Linked DNA regions of Mus musculus: all the other regions are linked to region 3. Evidence: chromatin contacts called from public Hi-C, HiCAR-type and HiChIP or PLAC-seq data. All regions are on one chromosome and are shown on one strand. The core of a region is the stretch at or near the end of the contact, and the rest is flanking DNA. Distances in the headings are between cores, read along the strand shown. Region 1 overlaps Wdr27 (WD repeat domain 27). Region 2 overlaps Wdr27 (WD repeat domain 27). Region 3 has its middle 24 kb from the start of Gm34916. Region 4 overlaps Wdr27 (WD repeat domain 27). Region 5 holds the start of Wdr27 (WD repeat domain 27).

Evidence for each region. HiChIP or PLAC-seq counts read pairs in DNA pulled down with a chosen protein or histone mark. A called contact is a pair of places that touch in the nucleus more often than the background predicts. HiCAR-type assays count read pairs that join an accessible place to other places.
Region 1: a Hi-C map of muscle stem cells shows a contact between it and region 3, with 2.5 times the contacts expected there. The contact joins two enhancer-like sites. A contact is called at or near these places in 4 of 484 Hi-C or Micro-C datasets (epidermal suprabasal cells, muscle stem cells, neural progenitor cells and 1 more), 10 of 115 datasets of contacts at active chromatin or transcription factors (the NIH/3T3 cell line, embryonic stem cells, fibro-adipogenic progenitors and 2 more) and 1 of 9 other capture datasets (embryonic stem cells).
Region 2: a contact with region 3 is called in a HiCAR-type map of fibro-adipogenic progenitors, with 11 times the contacts expected there. The contact joins two enhancer-like sites. A contact is called at or near these places in 1 of 15 datasets of contacts at CTCF or cohesin (the NIH/3T3 cell line), 8 of 484 Hi-C or Micro-C datasets (the C2C12 cell line, LSK cells, cerebral cortex and 4 more) and 5 of 115 datasets of contacts at active chromatin or transcription factors (the NIH/3T3 cell line, fibro-adipogenic progenitors, forebrain and 2 more).
Region 4: a CTCF HiChIP or PLAC-seq map of the NIH/3T3 cell line shows a contact between it and region 3, with 17 read pairs. The contact joins two enhancer-like sites. A contact is called at or near these places in 3 of 15 datasets of contacts at CTCF or cohesin (the NIH/3T3 cell line, large pre-B cells and stem cell-derived epiblast-like cells), 6 of 484 Hi-C or Micro-C datasets (the HPC-7 cell line, cochlea, cranial neural crest and 2 more) and 6 of 115 datasets of contacts at active chromatin or transcription factors (the NIH/3T3 cell line, embryonic basal ganglia, embryonic stem cells and 1 more).
Region 5: a contact with region 3 is called in an H3K4me3 HiChIP or PLAC-seq map of stem cell-derived neural progenitor cells, with 34 read pairs. The contact joins the promoter of Wdr27 here to the enhancer-like site in region 3. A contact is called at or near these places in 13 of 39 promoter capture datasets (the 3T3-L1 cell line, the HPC-7 cell line, cranial neural crest and 8 more), 1 of 15 datasets of contacts at CTCF or cohesin (large pre-B cells), 1 of 484 Hi-C or Micro-C datasets (muscle stem cells), 8 of 115 datasets of contacts at active chromatin or transcription factors (astrocytes, bone marrow-derived macrophages, embryonic stem cells and 2 more) and 1 of 9 other capture datasets (adipose tissue).

The regions. Positions count from the first base shown.
Region 1 is chr17:14,823,002-14,826,858 of GRCm38.p6, reverse strand. The region is part of intron 24 of Wdr27 (WD repeat domain 27); the gene reads left to right. Among named protein-coding and RNA genes, the nearest start is that of Gm23352, 33 kb to the right of the region's middle. Within about 2 kb of position 1,723, at least 36 of the 459 cell types and tissues checked have an H3K27ac peak or open chromatin away from gene starts, as enhancers often do. A contact at or near this core is called in muscle stem cells, neural progenitor cells and stem cell-derived neural stem cells, where this site is marked.
Region 2 is chr17:14,845,144-14,849,086 of GRCm38.p6, reverse strand. The region is part of intron 23 of Wdr27 (WD repeat domain 27); the gene reads left to right. Among named protein-coding and RNA genes, the nearest start is that of Gm23352, 55 kb to the right of the region's middle. Within about 2 kb of position 2,091, at least 26 of the 459 cell types and tissues checked have an H3K27ac peak or open chromatin away from gene starts, as enhancers often do. A contact at or near this core is called in the C2C12 cell line and fibro-adipogenic progenitors, where this site is marked.
Region 3 is chr17:14,544,547-14,548,679 of GRCm38.p6, reverse strand. No RefSeq gene overlaps it. Among named protein-coding and RNA genes, the nearest start is that of Gm34916, 24 kb to the right of the region's middle. Within about 2 kb of position 2,624, at least 95 of the 459 cell types and tissues checked have an H3K27ac peak or open chromatin away from gene starts, as enhancers often do. A contact at or near this core is called in the C2C12 cell line, the NIH/3T3 cell line, adipose tissue and 7 more, where this site is marked.
Region 4 is chr17:14,880,929-14,884,832 of GRCm38.p6, reverse strand. Wdr27 (WD repeat domain 27) reads left to right here. Exons shown (of 25, transcript NM_175173.3): 22 at 1,118-1,215. Among named protein-coding and RNA genes, the nearest start is that of Wdr27, 60 kb to the left of the region's middle. Within about 2 kb of position 2,277, at least 7 of the 459 cell types and tissues checked have an H3K27ac peak or open chromatin away from gene starts, as enhancers often do. A contact at or near this core is called in the NIH/3T3 cell line, where this site is marked.
Region 5 is chr17:14,941,714-14,945,683 of GRCm38.p6, reverse strand. Wdr27 (WD repeat domain 27) reads left to right here and starts at 2,560. Exons shown (of 25, transcript NM_175173.3): 1 at 2,560-2,587. It overlaps 1600012H06Rik (RIKEN cDNA 1600012H06 gene), which reads right to left and starts at 2,500. Exons shown (of 2, transcript NM_026451.2): 1 at 2,365-2,500; 2 at 1-2,117. The coding sequence starts at 2,071. The coding sequence ends at 1,514. It overlaps Phf10 (PHD finger protein 10), which reads left to right. Exons shown (of 12, transcript NM_024250.4): 12 at 500-690. The coding sequence ends at 585.

The sequences.
Region 1 (3,857 bases), core at 474-2,973, 280 kb before region 3:
AGGAAATAAGTGGCGTTTCTAGAAGGGATGATATATGGGTTGTGAATTGATAAGAAAATAGGAAAAGAAGATGTTTGAAGGAAGGCATCTAGAACTTTTCTGATTGCCACTAAAGAACGGCCCCATTCCCTCATCTACCCTAAATAAACTCTACCATGGCCTGGTTGTGGGGCAGTCCTGTTATGTCCTGGCTTCTCTGCAGTCTCCCCTGTAAGCTTTCAGTCTGGCTGAACTGCTAGGCTAGGGTTGGCCCATGCTTACACTGGTTGCTCTCCAGTGGCTGCAGAAAAATCAGTGGTACTGTTCGTAGCAGGCACCCAGGGATGCCTTCAAGGACACTGCACCTGTGAGGTCAAAATTGATGCTCATCCCATTTCCCTTGCCACACATCAGAGTCCCAGTGCTGGATTCTTGTGACATTTCAAATGAGCACTCTAAGCTGTGCCCATCACCTGTCGCCTCTAGCCAGCTCCTTCATCCAGTGATAACTGCACCTCAGAGCCTCCCTAACCTTGTCTCTGAGCTGTTCCTGTTTGTCTTCCTGAGGACCAGCCCTAGTTTTAGTCTGTGTCACCCTCTATGGAGCTCTCAGTCTGCCACCTAAGCTATTTCTGTGGATTGGTTCAGATTCTATGAGCGCAGTTCCTACATTGCCACATGCCAGCTTTTAAACACCTAACCTTAGCTGTAAGCACACATCACATCACACCACAGTGACATGGGGGTGCTCTGACTCTTTAATGCCTGCAAATGTTTATAATAATAGCATTTTTCTTTTTGAAAACTCCTCCTGATTTTTCATGTTATAGTTACCATCGATTCAGTCTGAATGGTACTGTCTGTATATTACCTGAACATGAGAATTACCTTGTTCGTTACCGTCAAACCATGCCTAGGGATACCCTTGCTTCTTCTCACTGAAGTATCTTGAGGGTAACTGTGATTTCCTATTCAGAAAAGTTTTTAGTGCGAATATAAAATAATTAGTATTTGAATTAATGCTATTTTGAAATTTTCCTATGGCATACGGTAGCAGAGCCTTTATTTAGTGCTGCTATATCTTGGATCAGACGCTCTGAAGTAGCGTTTCCTTGATATGTTCCCATCTGTCTCTTCTTTCTCTTGCTCTTTTGGATTTTAATCAGCTACATGTCTGTTTCTAGTGGAATTTTATATCACACTATTGTTTTTGAAGGTATTTAAAGCAATATTTATATCTGAGGACAAAATAGTATTTTTATTTTATAATATTGTAGTATCTTACGTAATCAAAACAAGTTTGCCACAATTTATGTTTGTACAAGTGTGTGTGTGTATGTGTGTGTGTATGTATGTGTATTCATGTGTGTGATCATCCCTGGGTGTGTTGGTAGCACAGTGAGTGTGGACATCATATGAGAACCTTGACTGTCAGTCAGGGGTTGCCTTACACCTTGTTGAAGACAAGGTGTCTGTGTTGTTTTTCCACTGTATATATCCTGCCAGCTGGCCCAGGAGATCACACAACTATCAAGATGAAGTTAAGAAACCAGTCCACTTCCCAGGGGGATACCCCACACGCCCCTGCAAAGAATGCCGTACTGTCCATCCAGGCAACTCTGAGTGATTTGTTCACAGTGCCCAGAAGTTCTCTCTCAGTTTGTGACAGGCTTTTCTCTGCTTCCCACAAGCCTGTGAACCCTGGAAAGGTGCCCAAGGCCATGACTCCCAATACCCCCCAGCTCTGTGCTGGCCTGGCTCGTGCCAGCTGGAGCTCAAGCTGTGTTCCCCACAGTGCCTCTTCATGCACAGGGAAAGGTCAGAGCTCTTGTCTGTTTCATCCAGTTCCCCCAGAAGTCCCCGTGAAGCTGGGTTACTGCCCACCTGCTGAGCGCTTCCTTGCTTCCAGCCAAAAGAATAGGGCCTGGGCTCTAGCCATCATCTTCAGCTGCCAGATTCCATGGGACCACCTGGTGCAGCAGCTTCCAGACCCCTGGAGTGAGGGGACACCCAGAAGCAGGCAGGTGCTCTCACTGACCCAAAGCCTCTTCACATATTTCACAATTCATTGTCACCCCTGAGTTCCAGACTAGGCCAATGGGAGTGTTCTATGGCAATGACTGCTCTTGTTTTTATTTTCCATTTGCAATGCATTACATACTTGCTACCATTCAGTCCTCCCCAAACCCTAACTTATCAATTGTTAATCCTATTTCATAGCTATAGAAACTGAAGTTTCGGTTTATGGTCTATTTGCTAGTGCCAGACCAGAATTAGCCTTCAGGAGTGGGGCCCCAGAGTTACCCTTCAGAAAGGCTCAGACTCATGATCACTGCTTAACAGGGAAGGCCACAAAGCAGGCTTGGGGACCTATGCTGTCTGGGGATGGGTGGCCACAAGTGGGCCTGTAGCCTGAGTGCTGCATCTGTAGTTCATAGCGTGGATGCTCTGAGATCTGTAATACAGGAGTCTTCAATGCCAATGCCCTTAATAACACTTCTACTTACACAAAGATATGCTCTGAAAGCAAGACCTGGGGTAGTCTTAAAGGAGTCTGTCTTAGTTACTGTTGAGTTGCTGTGAAGAGACACCAAGACCAAGCCAACTCTTTTACTCTTTTTTTTTTTTTCTTTTTAAAATAGTTTCTCTATATAGCCTTTGCTACCCTGGAACTCACAAAAATCCACCTGCCTCTGCCTCCTGAGTACTGAGATTAAAGGTGTGTGCCACAACTGCCTGGCTCTCATTTAACTTTTTTTTTTTTTTTTTTTTTTTAAGGATTCACTTATTTTATGTATTTGAGTACACTGTAGCTGTCTTCAGACACACCAGAGGAGGGCATCAGATCCCATTACAGATTGTTGTGGACTACCACTACCATGTGGTTGCTGGGAATTGAACTCAGGACCTCTGGAAGAGCAGTCAGTGCTCTTAACCACTGATCAATCTCTCCGGCCCCCTAATCCAACTCTTAGAAAGCATTTAATTAGAGCTGGCTTATAGTTTCAGAGGTGAGTCCATTACCATGGTGGTGGGGAGCATAGCAGCATCCAGTAGGGGATGGAGCAGAAGCTACGTGTGTTACTTCCTGATGGGCAAGCAGAGGGACAGAGACTGAGCCTAGTGTGAGTTTTTGAAACCTCAAAGTTCACTCCCAGTGAGACAGCTCCTCCAACAAGGCCAACCGGTCTAACCTTCTAATCTTTTCAAACATTGCTACTTCCTGGTGTCTAAACATTCAGACCTATATGACCCTGTAGGGGGCATTGTTATGCAGGCCACCACAGATCGCCCCAGTAATTGATGCATGAGTCTGAGGTGGCTACAGGAAGACAGGTGGTGGATGCTGAGGCTGGCAGCCTATGAGGTTTGCTGTGCATTTAGGCATCTGCTAAGCACGTTTGTTTCATTGTGAGACTCACTCATTGCAGCTCCAACCCCAGCAAGAGCCAGGCTCAGTGGCTGAGCAGTGAATGCATGCACTGCCACACATCTGCCCGGGTATAACAAGGAACCCCACTCTACACCACTGTCATCTCTCAGTGGTAATGACGTTGGGTGCCAGAGTCCCGTGTAAACCCCACATGTGGAATTACCAGGCCAGAAAACCCTGAGGCTACCTGCCCTCTGCACCTCTCCAAGAACAAGTCTGGGACCATTATCAGCTGCCCCTCTTCTGCATAGCACTGGGGCTTACTGATGTGTTCCTCAGGCATGGCCTGGGGATGTTTGGCTGTGTTCTGATTCTAATGGCTGTGAACCCTGGTGCAGTATGCACCTACTGGATGGTGGGGAGAGCACTCAGCTCTCCTGAAGTCTGAGGGTCACAGCCTCGGTGGCACAATTCCACTCCTAAATACCAGGAGAAAGCATTGCTG
Region 2 (3,943 bases), core at 842-3,341, 300 kb before region 3:
TGTGTGTGATGCAGGCCTCTTCTTTCTGCTTAGAGTTGTAAGCACGTCCTGTGTAACACAGAATTCAGGAGTGAGGCCTCAAAGTGTCCAATACTCTGAGTGCCAGTTTCTGTGTCAGATGCTGTCTCTGTGGAGTTCCATCCACGTTAGCCCACTCTTGGTGTTCTTTTTCCCATCAGGTTTCATCTTCTCTTCATTATCACTCACCCAGAGCATTAACAAATAAAGGGTGATTATATAAAACAAAACATTGAAAACATTTTTATCAAAGCATAAATTTTCAATAGATAAAGTGATTTAAAATGAATTTTATATGATTTAAACAGTTATTTAGAAATTTTCACTTTCATTAAAATTAAAAGTGTATAACTCATATTTGATTTTTTTTATGTTCTAACTTTAAATAAAGATGACATAGTTTAGTTTTCTTAAGACTAAAGAAATCTTATTAACCATTTTCATAGGAAAGAAAAATGGTTTGCAATCCGGATCTGCATACCAATGTTAAGATCAATCATTACAGGTCATGCATGCTCTGTCCAGACACACAGCTGCAGAGAGGAACATGTTATGTGCAAAACAGTCCTTGATGCCATGTGGACCTGTTGTCATTTCTTGTCAGCTCATCTGATGTCAACTCTAGACGATAGCCCAAAAGCAAAATCCAGCGTGTGAGTCTTGCTTTACAGTGTGGGAATTTCTGCTTTCTGGAAGGAAGCTGTTGGTGTGAAAGGTCCTTCTTTTGTCTTCAGTGCTTGCAGCACATCCTTGGCAACAGGCTGTGCTCACGGTGGGCCCATACCGCAGACGATGAACCCCAGGGTAGAGAAAGAATTATCATGGGGGACTACAGTAGGAAAAGATGAAGCTCCAGTGTTGTCCCTGATTCCACAGAACTTCTTTCCAGCCTTCTCAAACACCAATGGAGGCTGAGAGGAGAGCCAGCCCAGAAAACAGAAAGTCAAAAGCTATACAGGACACAGAAGATCATAAACGAGGAAGTCACATAAGGTGCAAAACAGAGACAGCTCATTTAACTGTTGAAAACCAGAGCTAAGAAGACAGTGGGATGTGAGCTTTCATGGAGCTTAGTGTGAAGCAGACAATCAACATATGGGCAGATATGATAAGTAAGGATGGAGGATGGACCTACTGCGTGCTGTGGCAGAGGCAGACTGGGTATAAAAAAACTGCTGACCTCAGCAATGAGTGTGTGTATAAGTGGGTGAGTGCAGTCATGTGCTCCTTAAAGAAACAAGTAATATTGTTTAAAGATGTAATTTTTTTTTTAAAGATTTATTTATTTATTATACATAAGTACACTGTAGCTGTCTTCAGACACACCAGAAGAGGGAGTCAGATCTCGTTAGGGATGGTTGTGAGCCACCATGTGGTTGCTGGGATTTGAACTCAGGACCTTCGGAAGAGCAGTAGGGTGCTCTTACCTGCTGAGCCATCTCACCAGCCCCAAGATGTAATTTTTTAATCATATAATTTACTCCTATGACATGGAAGATCTCATGCCAGAAGCATTTCTTTTTCTAAATTTGCTGCACAGAGCAGAGAGGTGGACTGCCCTGGGAAGAGAAAGGGAAGGAAGGAGGAAGGGAATGAAAAGGTCCCCAGAAATCTGCCCTCCCATCTGAGAGCAATGCCATTGGCCCAGCAACAAACCCTAGCAGTCTTGCACACGGTGGAGCCAGCTATGCAATATGAGTGATCCAGGGAGCCGTGAGTCAGATTGTGTACAGACCAGGTCCCAAGTGTCCTCTGTAAATCCACAGTGTGACGGGTAGAGGTGCAGAGCAGTAGGGGACAATGGAGAGGCTCTTTCTGAACAAAGATTTCCAAGGTACGTGAGAAGGAGGGATGAAAGCTGGGCACATCTCTAGTGTCAGTCACTGGCTCTGTCCTCTGCATGGCATTTCTCCTCGAGGTCTCTAGGGGCTCATGCAGCACGTGGACACTCAGCAGCAGGGCGACTGTTTGGATTTCAGCTCTTGAGCCTTGGCCATGGAAGATGGTTCAGATTATGTTTAATGGTTGTTGATCTAATATCTGGCTGGCGAGGATATTTGTCCCTGATGGTCTGGCAAAGCTTTCAGGTCTGCAAACACTCATTGCTGTGGCCTCCAGCCCTGAGCACACTGTGGTCACACTGTAGGAATGTGACAGTTGGACCATAATTTTAGTTCTGCTCAATTTCTTTGTAAGTGATTTATAAATCCAACTTAAAAATGTATCTCAAATAAGCTGCAGCAGTTTTGTTCTTCTCAGCACATAGGATTCCAGTTACACAGCTGGTTCTATTATTGAACTTTGCTAATGAAGTTTGTGAATTATAAGAATGGCAAGTATGTTTTACTCAAGGACAAGCAGATTAAAGAGAGCAACAGACTTTGAAGGGAGGCAATACAATAACAGTGTCTGACAGATAAGCCACTCATTGTATAGACTTGTGCAAGTGTGGGTATCTTTGTGCTAATTGTTCTCAAGAACAATTAAGAGAAGGATTCAATTGATAGTTTGGCTATGATAAAACAGACTTTCTTTAATAGAAATTGCATGTAATATGTAGTTATTTGTGAAAATGTAAGCTGCAATGACAGAAAATATATTGTTGGAGTTACTGTTTTATAACTGCAGAGACAGTACCTCTTAACTTTTTGACTTTTTTGTTCATTTTTTTTTTCAATTTGTAAAAAGAAATAGTGCATATTCTTTCGGGAAATAGAGTAAACAAGCCAGGTGTGGTCATCGGGTCTGTAATCCCAGCTGCTCAGGTGGTTGAAGCCAACCTGAGTTAGTAAGATCCTATTTAAAAAACTCAGTGGCAGAGAGGCTCTGGGTTTGACCCCATCACAACAAAATAAATACGTGGAAGGGATGTGCAGGGGGAGGTAGGAGAGAGACAGAGACAGTGAGATGAGAGAAAGGGACAGGGAGGGAAACAGCAAGCACAAGGGAAAACATGACAGCTCACAGGCATGGACACTCTAGAACTCTCACATATTTCTTTCTGAGCATATATAGGTCTGTATGTGTTTATACTTATATACATCCACAGGTGAAGAAAAAGAAGATTCAGTTACAAATACCATTTATTTCTCTTGTTTTCCACCTAATATTTTTAAAGTTAATTTTAGGATGACCATTTGGGTGTAATCATATAGAAATGAAGTTGGTTTCTGTATATTGATCTTTGTGATCCAATTGGACTTGCTTATTAGGTATAATTGGTTTTGACTGTTTCTTACTTTATGTGCATATGACTCTACCATCTGAAAGATCAGTTTCAGGTCTTCCCACTCCAGGTGAGTGCAGTTCTCTTTATTAACTTCCCTTAGTATAAGAGTAGCTATCCCTTGCTCACAGTCAGCTATTGGATGGATCACAGGGCCCCCAATTGAGGAGCTAGAGAAAGTACCCAAGGAGCTAAAGGGATCTGCAACCCTATAGGTGGAACAACATTATGAACTAACCAGTACCCCGGAGCTCTTGACTCTAGCTGCATATGTATCAAAAGATGGCCTAGTCGGCCATCACTGGAAAGAGAGGCCCATTGGACTTGCAAACTTTATATGCCCCAGTACAGGGGAATGCCAGGGCCAAAAAGTGGGAGTGGGTGGGAGGGTATGGGGGACTTTTGGGATAGCATTGGAAATGTAAATGAGGAAAATACCTAATTAAAAAAAAAGAGTAGCTATCTTTGTTGTGTTCCTGATTTTAATAGACACTTCCAGGACTTTGTCATTAAGGATGATGTCAGTTGTGGGGTTTGCATGCTGGGCCCCATAGTGTGCAGGGAAGCCCCCCTTATTGCTAGTCTGTTTGGTGTTTTTGTAATCATGAAAATGTTTAATTTTTGTGTAATTGTTTTTGTCTGTTGAGATGACCATGTGGTTCACGCTTTACTCAATTTCTACAGGATATCAAATGAACT
Region 3 (4,133 bases), core at 1,375-3,874:
TACAGGGCCTAGGGAGAACGTCAGAAAGAGCTTCAAGGAACTATGGGAAATGAGAGGACAGCTGTGGAGCATAAGTGGGGGTGAGTCTGGTCACAGGGCCAGGGCACAAATAAGTTAGGGTGTGCCATGGAGTAGTGAGTGCTAAAAAGCTCCAAGAAGGCACTGTTAATGCTCTCAGTAAATACACACAGAGGGAGGAGAGGGGGAGGGAGAGGAGGGGAGGGAGAGGGGGAGGGAGAGGGAGAGAGAGAGGAGGGGAGGGAGAGGGAGAAAAGAATTTGAGAAGACAGAGTACCTATTATATTTGGAGCATTACACAGTATGGACAGGTCTGAAGACACAGTGTCCTATTACCTAAAGAGAAAGCATTTCCTAGAGAACACGATGCTGTCCAGCTGGACTCCTAGACTTGCCCCAGGGTGAGATGGGGAGAAAGTGGCACTTTTTATCCTTTTAAAGTTACAACATCATTGCCCCATAAAACTGGCGAGTGTTTCTGAGAATCAGACTTATACCCAGCAACACTATCTATCGTAATTGAAAAGAAAAGCCTTCCATAATAAAAACAAGCAAAAGGGATTTATAACAACTAAGCCAGCTTTACAAAGGACACTTTACACTGAAAAGGATGAATATGCCCAAGAGGCCACAGAAGAAAGTTAACGCCAGGATAAATCTGCTAAAGGAGTCTAGAGAAAACCACCACAAAGCAACAGCACGACAGAAATTAATGCACATCTCTTAATAACAACTTTGAATATTAATAGTCTCCATTTCCCTCTTAAAAGAAATCACAAGCTTGGATTAAAAATCAGGATCCATCTTTATGCTGCCCATGAGAAACACACCTCACTAGCAAAGACACAGACTTGGGTAAAGAATAGAGAGCTCTACCGCCAATAGACAAGACTAGGAAACAAGCCAGGGTCTCTGTGTTAACATCTGTTGAAATAGACTTCAGATCTAATCTAGTGAGGGAGATAAGGACGTTCATTTCATACTTACTAATGGGAAATCCATCACAAGATTTTATAGTTTAAGACACATACACACCCAGTGGAAAAGCTTCCAGCTTGTCAGAACAAATGCTAAGTGTATAGTCACAGATTAACCCCAATAAAGTAATTGTGAGTGACCTCAACTCCCTACTCTCAATAAGTCATCTGGACAAAACAAAAAGAGTTAAATGGCATTATAAAACATACAGACATCCCTGTGGTGCTTTCTGAGAAATGGATTACGTGCTAGGACATAAAATTTGAAAGCACTTTCTGCATTCTATCTGATCACAGCAAAATAAAAAGGCTGGGTAGCCACAGCAAGGGAGACTACTGGAAGCACACAAATACATGGAAGCTAACCACTGTGGATGACAGCCAGGCCACGAAGAAATCAAGGAGGAAGCAGAAAGGTTCCTAGAATAGAATGAAAGTGAAAACTCAGCATTCCAAAAATTATGTGTCAATAAAAGAAGTCCTGAGAGGAAAGGACTGGCAAACCCTTAGCTATTAACCAAATGAAAAAGATAGGATCCAAACCAAGAAAATTAGAGATGAAAAGAGAAATATAGGGCATGCCATGGAAAATCTGAAATGAACAGACAGTTTTCTAGATTCATATGACCTATGAAAGTTAAAGTACAAAGAAATAAATGATCCAAACAGACCAACATGATTGAAGCAGCAGCAGAAATTAATAATAATAATAATAATAATAATAATAATAATAATAAATATGTCTCCCAACTAAAAAGAACCCAGTGTATTCATCAGCGAATTCTAGCAGATCTTTGAAGAATGACAAATACCAACAAAATAGAAAGGGAAAGAATGCTGCCAAACTCTTTGGAGGAGATCATGATTCCCTAATGTCAAAACCAAACACACACACACACACACACACACACACACACGCACACACACACACACACACACACACACGATTCTAAAGATGAAACAGAAAATTGCCTTAAAGCTTATAAACACGTGCATCAACGTGGCAAGACAAAAATTAATGCAAACACAAATACAGTAACCTTTCTATATATCAATAACAAGCATACTGAAAAACGGAAATAGAGAAGGGGCAGCTTGTACCTACTAGCTCCAGGACCAGTTGTCACTCAAGAACTTTTAAAGACTGTAGATCTTCCAGAGTCAGGAAAGGTTGGATATTGGGAAAATAAAGATCTTGCATGATAGTGAAGTGTACAGCCACAGAAAGCAGACTCTGAGGATGACACACACCTTGATCATTGCCAAGCACAGTAAATGCTGGCTGAGCCGGGCACGAGGGAGCTCAGGCTGTCTTCATAACAAGGAACTGAATGGGTATCTGGGTAGGAGCCAAATTTTCTAGAGCTCTCCAGCAGAGCTGGGGCCATCTGCTTGTCCCCACCCATTGAAACCCGCGTGATTATGTTTGTTTGCATATTTTCCTTCTTAGCCATTCAAGTCGTGGACCAGTAAAGGTTCTAATCAATTCTGGGAAATGTGGAACAATGGCCAGGACAGTCAGAATTCATTACGCAGAAGCCCAGAAGGGAACTCTGAGGTTAGGGTGAGGATCGGCCAGTGTCCCCGTTTCTTCATTTCTCCTAGTGAGTCACAGCTGAGTTATGAACCTGCTTCATCTCGTGCGACAACCATACCGAATACAGAAGTTCCTCACCCACGCTGGGTGGAGGGGTTGGCTCCGAGGTGATTAGTGACCTCACCTAAAACGGATCTGTGGGGTTTCGTATGAGGCCCTCTGGCGCCACCAAGTGGCCAGCCTAGCAGTCCCTCTGGTCACTCTTGCATAATTTGCTGCAGAGTCCCAGTTCCTGATTCCTGATTCTGGATTAAAATGTGAGTTTTGTCATTGCCGGTTCGTTAGATATGCTCATTATCCTCTGCAATCCATCTTTAGGTATACGAATTTCTGGGTGTTAAAATTTTTTTTTTTTTTTTTTTGCAGACAGCACACACTGCTCCAGCAAGCACACAGGCTCTTAGCATTTGGCTGAGCCCCTGAGAATCAATCTATCCTGTCATTGTGCCAACATTCTCCAGTGGGAAAATGTGTGTATCACCTATGGGATCAGGATTCTTTCACATGTGATAATGGAATGGCAATTCACCATAGTTCTGTGTTTGTGGACTGTATGCATGTGCATTCCACAGCACACTTTTGAAAATCAGAGTCCATCTTTGACTTCCACCTTATCTGAGACAGTATCTCTTCTTGTTTGCCATTAATTCCAGCCAACCAGCTCCCTTGTAAGTTTCCAGGAATTCTCCTGTCTCCACCGTAATCTGGTCTAAGAGCATGAGAATTATGGATGTGTGCTACTATACCAGGCTTTACATGAGTTCTGGGCATGAGCATTTAAATTCCAGTTCTCGGGGTCATGTAGAAAGCACTATATCGCCTGAGCCACCTCCACAGCTCTATAAAGTGTTGTCAATGGCTTCTTCTCTGCTTTTATTTCCTGACTATAATGAGGGTTGCAGGCAGGGATCTCCAGTGCACAAGCCAAGGGCTCTTGCACTGAGCTACAGCCCTAGGCACAGTTTTATTTTAATTGAGTTGTAACAACACTCATAGAGAGGCAAGAAGGTAAAGGGTAGAAATCTTCAGAAACCCACTTCACTATCCAGTGATGCAGGATTTGCAGATTGTCCTTGTCCGGTATTCAGCTTTGCACTCTCCCAGCTGCATCTTCTGTGATGCAAAGTCTCTGGCTTTATTAAACTCAAATTTATTATTTTCATCTTTCATGAATCATAAGTTTCCTGCTGAATCTGGTAACATACCTCATTCTGTCTACACAGCTGTGATTCACGTTTTTAGTAGAAGGCTTAAAGTTTCTCATTTCACAGGCAGGTCTATAACATATGGATTAATCGTTGCATATGGTGCATGGTATAGACTTGTTTTTTATTTTTTTGGCATATGAATATGCACTTGCTCCAGCATCATTGTCTGAAAATACTTTTTCTTTACTATAATGACTATGCACCTTTGGTAAAAATCACTTTTCTGTACCTAGATGTGATTCTGTGTTTGGAATACTACCATTTCCTATTGATTTGCCTATTGCTATGGCAACACCACACTGCATCAATCATCAGGAGAACATCACAGTGTAT
Region 4 (3,904 bases), core at 1,028-3,527, 340 kb before region 3:
CCTTAGAGTGTGGCTTGTTACCACTGAACCTACTGTAAGCTTTAATTTCCTGTTTGTAAATGAAGAATGACTTCTAGGTCCATCTTATATTTAGTTTGTTATAGTATTTCAAGTAGTCTTATGAATTACAGTGTGTTTGAAGAATGTTTTGAGCTAAATGGCTTCTCTGGTGGTGCTCAGTTGTTTTACACAGCCATCTTTCTTCTGGGAGACCACCAGAGTCATCAAATATCAACGCCCAGACTTGCTGAGTCTTTACTCCTAGTGACTTGCCGAGTCCTGTGGTACATAGTCATGTGTTTGATTGCCAAGGTGCAGCTCGGTGTTCTTGACATATGACAACTGCAAGTGGCTCAGTGCTCTTCGTGCCATGGGTGGCATCCAGATAATTTATTGAATAAAGATTATGATCAATATGTGCTGTTTTGCAAACATGTTGGTGAGAAAACATGCTGGTGTACAGACATGCTGGTGTGTAAACATGCTGGTGTGCAAATTTACTGGTGTGTAAATATGATGGTGTGCAAATATCTTAGTCTTTTATCTGTTGCTGTTTTCTAGTTCTGTGGTTCTCAGTGGCATTGAGTGTGGTAAGCACGCAGTCGATATTAAGGTTAGAGTGTTCTTGCTTAGTTACCCTGCTAGCTGGCGTTGTTCAGCCTGGGGTTGTATTCTGAGAATCACATCATTAGTCACAGAGCACAGTTACGTAGGCTGAGATACTTGACATCAACCTTGTTGCACGTGCACTCTGTTATCTACATAGGTGGTTGTGCTATTCATGGCTACATGGAAGGTTTAAGTCCTACTCTAAAGCTATCAATTTAAGAAAGGTTATGTTGACTTCTGGGTTTAGATTCCAGTATTGTTAGGTGTCAGTAGTCTTTACAAGTTTATCTTAGGGTCTGGGAGATGGCTTACCAGGTAAAGGTGCTTGAGGTTAAGCCTGAGGAAGATGTGAGTCTGATCCCAAGGCCCTGCATGGTGGAGAAAGAGAACCAACTCCTGCCAGGTATCAGAGGGATGACTATACATGCACTGTGGCGTGCGTCCCCTCCCAAATTAAGTAAGATGTTCAGAAAGCTCTTACCTTTTGATTTTCCCTATCTGATTACAGGGATCATCCTTTGTAGCCCAGCATTCCCTGGCATATAATCTTTTCCTGACGGCAGCTGTTGGTGATGGGATTCGACTGTGGGACTTGAGGAACTTGAGGTAAGGCCAGCCTGCATCACGGCACTGCCCTGAGGGAAATTGGAGCTGAGCTGGGGATGCAACCTGACCCTTGTTACAGAGAACACAAGGCTGTGACTAGTCTCTAAGCTCTGGAGAAGACTGCCTCCTATACAGATTTGACGCAGTCACTTTGGGATGGTGGAGCATGGGTGCTAGTCTGTTCTCTGAGGGCCACCACATGCAGCTTCTGAGAGTCAGAGATGTGAGAGGTGGCGATTACACTATAGCTACAGCCATGCCAGACCCGGATGTGGTACTTGCTAAGTTGGAGGTACTCAGTCCTCTTATTAGAGTCCTACACCTCCCCTAAAGCTGTGGGCTCTTTCTCTATATCATTTGGGATTTTATAAAATCGGTTTGAAAAATTTATAATATCCAGAAAATGCTTATTTAACATTTCTCCTACATAAAGGTGAATTCACCCTTAGTTTTGTCATCTGTAGGAATTTATTAATTTTGAAAAAAAAAGAGTTTAAATTATTTTAAAGATCCCTTAACTCTATACCATTTAATAATTCTCAATATGAAGTTTTTTTCAAGGATGTAGTTCAGTGGTAGAGTGTCTAGGATGGAAAAAGTTGTGGGTTTGAGTCTCAGCACATACATAGACATCCAAGAAAGCTTTGGTTTTGTAGATAGTAGCTTGTTGATTTTGTAAAGGGAGATGTGTTGGTATTTTTTAATTTGTCTTAAGCTGTAGCAAGCACTTTCTGCCCAGCTGTTTCTCTGTCCCCTTGCAGGTGTGTGCGCTGCTTTGAGGGGCATCCAAACCGCTCTTACCCTTGTGGAGTTGCTTTTAGTCCTTGTGGAAGGCTCATGGCTTGTGGTGCGGAGGACAGACATGTATGTATGTGTGCCTGCTCTGTAGGGTTTCTAGGTGGTGGTATCAAAAAGACCTTGAGCCCCATTGAGTACTGGGATAAAAATCTGTTTCATGTCTGACAGTATTTGAAGGCAGTTACCCAGCATTAGAAGTCCATAATAGTAAGCTGTGATTGCGAACGGCTCATTTTTACTGAGTCACAATACACTCTCACATGTATCACTCATTTCTCCATGTATTAGTCATCCCAGACATGGGTACATGCTCCATGAACGACTGTAATGTGTGGTGTAGGAGCGACAAGGTGATGGCATCAAGTGTTACACTTCAGTGCAGCTCATGTGTAACAAGGCATTCCCTGTCTCAGAGAACTGCATGCTTCTCCCTGTGTAGTTGCCTCTCTTCCTCTCCACCTTTCCTCTATGCCAGATCCATATCTCCTGCAGATTGGGAACTCAGAGATCTTAGAGTGTCCCAGGACTGTGCAACACATTGCCACATAGCTGGAGGCTAAGCCCACAGAGGAGGCCAGCTCTCTCATGAGACCTCTCATAGTTTCCTTGGCTGGAAACTATGCTGCCCCTCCCTCCTCCTCCACTGTGTGCCTCAAATTGCTTTATCTGAAAGGTCACTTGATGGTCACTTGTCTCCTATAAAGTGTCCTCATAAAGTTCCATATTGAGGGTCACATGAGGCACCAAGATGGTGGTACCTAAGCAAGAACCTGGGTCTGAGCTGAGGGATGCTTATGAGGTACTGGTGCAGGGTAGTGCAGGTGCCAGCATTCCTGGTTCTAACCCAGCCCCTAACATAGTCTCCAAAACATGCTCAGGCTCCCATGGGAGAAGAAAGAGACTACTGTCAGCAAGCAGGACAGAACATCAGGATGGCAAGATACGTGCATTTCTTCTTGAGGAGATGCAAATTAAGATCAATGATCACTGAAATCATGGAGAAAAAAAAAAAAGAACAGCTTAGAAAAGACACAACATAAGTAAAGGCACTTTATCCACCATTCATTAGTGTCTCTGGAATACAGCCAAACTAGTTTCAAAACAATGGCAAACTTTACTAGGAAGCTTTGAAGACTTATGCATCATTGACTATACTTTTGTTTGAGGTTACCATCATTTCTTACAAGCCCTTTGTGATTGACACTTTGCATTCAAGTAACATAAGCAAAGAAAAGTGTTTTTCTGAGACGGTCCCTGGTTGACTTCCTATGTGGTGTTTTATATCCTAGCGCTGTGGCTTTTTACAGAAACGAGTGTTTGGCAGTTAAGCAGCACAGGATCCCACTGTCACAGAAAGGAAGGGATCCAGCGCATTGGTTGTTCTTTTATCACGTTAGAATGGAGTGATGGTCATTGTTCTGCTTTTCAGACAGCATTTAGAGCAGCAATGCTAAACCTGTAGGCTGAAAGATATCTTGCATATCAGGTATTTGTGTTACAGTTCATAACTAGCAAAATTACAGTTATGAAGTAGTAACAAAATAATTTGTGGTTAAGGGGTCACTACAATATGAGGAACCATATTAAAGGGTCATAGCATTAGGAAGGTTGAGAATCAACCTTCAAATCAGTGGATTTGTAGTCTTTTATTATGTATATCTGTATGTTCTATATGAAAAAACATATGCAAAAACCGTGCCTGAAGATTAACAAAAGAATCACTGGAGGTTTAAGTGAGAAGAATGGACTTTTTTTTTTTTTTCAATAAGGACAAGAGCATTGGCCAAAGAGTAAAAAGTAACTCTGTATTTCTTTCTTTTCTTTTTTTTTTGATTTATTATTATATCTAATTACACTGTATCTGTCTTCAGACACACCAGAAGAGGGCATT
Region 5 (3,970 bases), core at 1,311-3,810, 400 kb before region 3:
TTTAGAAATACCCAACTTGAATAGTCACTTAGGTTTTTGTAGTAATTCAGATCAAGTGTATGGGATAGGTGCTAGTTTTAAAGTGCATGGAGAGGGATAGAGAGGGAGAGAGAGAGAGAACACTGTTAGAATAGTGGAGGAAAAGGCCATAGAAAGCCAGCTTCTTTAACATGTTCTACATTAGGAATTGTGTTGTTGAGCTTTCAAAAGCATGATGGTATTTGAATTTTCAGAAGGGTAACAGTAGTTTTGTTTAAGGTACAAATGATTTTTACAATGCCGTTTGGCCATGCACTAACGTTCACACTGCATTGGTTACACTGATTAAGGGTTGTTTACATTCTCTTCCTTGGCTTAAGGAACCAGTCTGTACTCCCTCCCACTGAAAAATCCCAGGGAGTTATCACTACAGATAGCTCAGGAATGAGATTAGATGGTTTGTACTCAGTCCTATAAAAATAAAATTCCACTCTATATTAACTAACAATTTTTCTCCTAGGTCGCTGGATTTGTGACTGTTGTCAGCGAGCTCCCCCAACACCCAGGAAAGTGGGCAGAAGGGGGAAAAACAGCAAAGAGGGGTAAAATAGGCTTTGACCCTCATGTTTGGGATATTTGGTGCCAATTTATTTACAACACTTTCATTTTTATGCCAATAAAAACTTTTTTGAAATTAACGATGACCTTAAACATCAAGTTGATTTATTTCTTTATTAGCAACTTCTACCCTTGAAACAAAGTCAGAGAAATGGCTCATTTCCCCAGGCTTTAATTTCATAGTGTTGTTTTTTCCAGAGATCAGCAGAAAGAGGTAGTAGCAACTTAATTTGAAGTATTTCTTCTTGAATATAACAAAGTTACCACTTGTTATGACTCTGTCTTGACCTGATTAGGTAGTATCATAGTTACCTAATAACCAGAAAGCTCCAATCTGGCTAAGCAGAGGAAAGGGCAAATGGCCCAAGATCTGGTACAACAGGATTTGGACTCTAAATCACCAGCACAGCAACAGTTTGTCAATACTTGCTGCCAGGAGAGCTTGCTTGGGTATCAGGTACCATACCCCTACTGTGCAGAGGCTCTGGGAAGAGCGAACCTGTCACTGCATTTTCCACCTGGCTTTAAAATGTTAAAGACTTTAAAACTCGAAGTGCTGTACTTCATTTAAATGTCTATAAATTCTACAGTCATCAACTTCTGCACCAGCAGTAAAGTTTAATCTGATTTATACAGCCTGTTACTGTAATCTTCTTACTCACCTGACTAACCAAAATGCATTTAAACATTTTATTGAGCAGACTCCTTTTTATAGGAATTTTAATCTCTAAAATATTGTGCTTGCTGCTTTTCCTGCTTGGGGAGTAAACTGAGGTAACAAAACTGTATGGCTTTATTTTTCCATCCTAGTCTAGAAAAAAGTAACCAGAGTTTCACCAGGTCAAGTAGCTAGGTTCGCAGCAAACTGTAATCGCTCTGTGAAAATAAGGGTTTGTGCTCCAGCATATTCAAGGGATCAGAAGAGAATTTCAAGCACCAGTTTCAAAATGCTAATCAATATCGTCCAGAGAACTGATTCCTCCTCTTGGGCTGCCTCTTCTGGAGCGTAAGCCTGCTGCTGACTGGCTCCTGTTGGGTCAGTGAAATAGGCAGCCTCTCCGAATGGGTACTGATCCACAGTTCTGTCATAGTATACCCTCATCTCAAAGTCGCTCTCATGGTGAGAGGGGTGTCCATAAATTCCTATCCCGACCGGTCGCTGGAAGTGTGCCGGTATAGAGACCACATCCTGGCCGCAAGTGACAGACTGCAGCTCATAGTCGTCGAAGCTCGGGTGCGGAGTGCTGTCCGACACGTACAGGTCCGCATCCCCTCTCAGGCTCTGCATCCTGAGAATAATTTTACCCTCATGGTTCAACCGCAAGTAGCTGTAATTCCCGGCTCCTATTTGGCCCTGGACCACGTGCAGAAGGAGCCACTCCTCCGGGACGTCGTCGTCTTCCAAACATTTTACCAGGGTCACCACCTGGGACGCCAGGATCATCAACAGGGCGCGCCTCCAGGGAGTAGCCATCGCTGGGGCACTCAACTCGGGGACTCCCTCATCTGCAGTCGCTGTGCTGGGAAGGTACGGGTGACAGGCGTGACCCGAGGTGCTCGTCCACGCAGACCAAGATTCGTGCACCTGGGTCCCGGGAACCGACGGTGGGGAAGGGGAAGGAGAGAAGGGATAAAGAGTAGGGAACAGCAGAGAGGGAGGAGCAGAGGAGGCGGGTGGGAAGAGGGAAGCGGTAAGAGGGACCTTAGGACAGGCCCCTGGGGGCGCAGGTGTCTGGAGAATAGCGAGGTCGCCAACCCCGAACTCACCGCCACGCCCCGCAGGCCACGCAGCACCCGCAGCACCCGGGCTCAGCCTGGAACTCGCCCCAGCTGGCGGAAAAGAGGCCGCGCCCGGAAGTGTGGTACTCCGGAAGCGAGGGCTTTTGGGAACCAACTCCGGCCTAAGGGACCGGAAGTGAGGTAACGCCAGGCTCTCGCGAGAATAGAGCAGCTTTCCCCCGTAACCATAGCGACGCGGCTGGCGTGGTCGGTGAGTTCCGGGGAAAGTGGGCTGGACGGTCGGTGAGGCTGCCAGGGATTGCAGCTTGCGACAAGCTCCCTTGAGGGGATGACTGGGAAGCCTGCTCCCGGATGGCGGAGGGCCGAGCCGCGCCCGGTCCAGCCTTCTCCTCCCGCGCCCCCAGAGCCGCGCGTGAGTGGCCTCCCTAAGCCCTGCAGCACAAGCCCCTGAGTGCGGGCAGCACCGGGAGGGACACTTTTGGATTTGTCTTAAACCATGACAGAAGGGAAATATAAATTTCAACATGAGAACTACTAGTAAGAAATGATTCCTCCCCCCCCCCCAAGCCCACAATTGCCATCACCCCACCCCCCACATTTTTTTGGGAAGTAATTTAGTAATTAGAAAACTTAGTGTACATTTAATCAAGTTTAGTGGCGAGTTCTTTAGCCTTTGCTTTTTCCAGCTTGGCAACGCGAGCCACAGACTTAGGGCCCAGCACGTTGCCTCCTCAGTGGCGACGGATCTCGTTATATCTGTGATTACAATTGATCCTAATAGCTTCCACCAGCTTAGCCAGAGCACCCTTGTCTTCCGGGTTAACCTATGTGAAGGCAACAGTGGTGCATTTCTTCCTGTGGACCAGGCGCCCCAACCTGGGCAGGACAAGCAGGAAAACCACCAGCTCAATGGGGTCTACATCATGGGCAATCACCACCAGCTGAGCCTTCTTGTTCTCCACCAAGGTGGTGACTATATTGACTCCTGCTCAATGGACAGGTGGTCTCTTAGTTGGGACGTCGCCTTTGCCAGCAGCTTTCTTCTCAGCAGGGGCCAGTAGCCTTTGCTTCTTTTGCGTTGTCTCTGGCCTGTACTTGTGGGCAAGCTGTTTGCCTGTCCAGGGCCTGGGTGAACTGGTTAATGGCAGGAGGGACTTTGAGCCGCTTGTAGAGGATGGCTCTTTGCCGCTGCAGCATGATGTAGCGGGGCCATTTGATGAAGCGTGTAAGATCTCTTTTGGGCTGGATGTCCTTCCCAAATGGCGAAATTCGTGGGCCTTTTCTCAAACTAAGGATTGACCACTTTTTTGGCCTCCTGGTCCTTGACACCGGCGATGCTCAGGGTCACCTTCTTCCCTTGGCTGTCTTTCCTTTAGGCATCTTGCTTGGCTGGAGGAGAAAGCATGCACACAGTTCTTAAGACTAGATTTCATGTCTGGAGACTTTTCCTGGTTTATAAATGGGTGGAAAGGCAAGAAGTTCTTTGTCTCATTTTACAAGAACACCAATCGCATCAAGGAGGTTCCACATTCAAGACCGAGATTACCTCCCATTGTCCCTCTGAGCCTTAAGACCATCATCACCTTGGAAGACAGAGTTCAATATGGAATATTTGTGGGAGACACATTTAAAT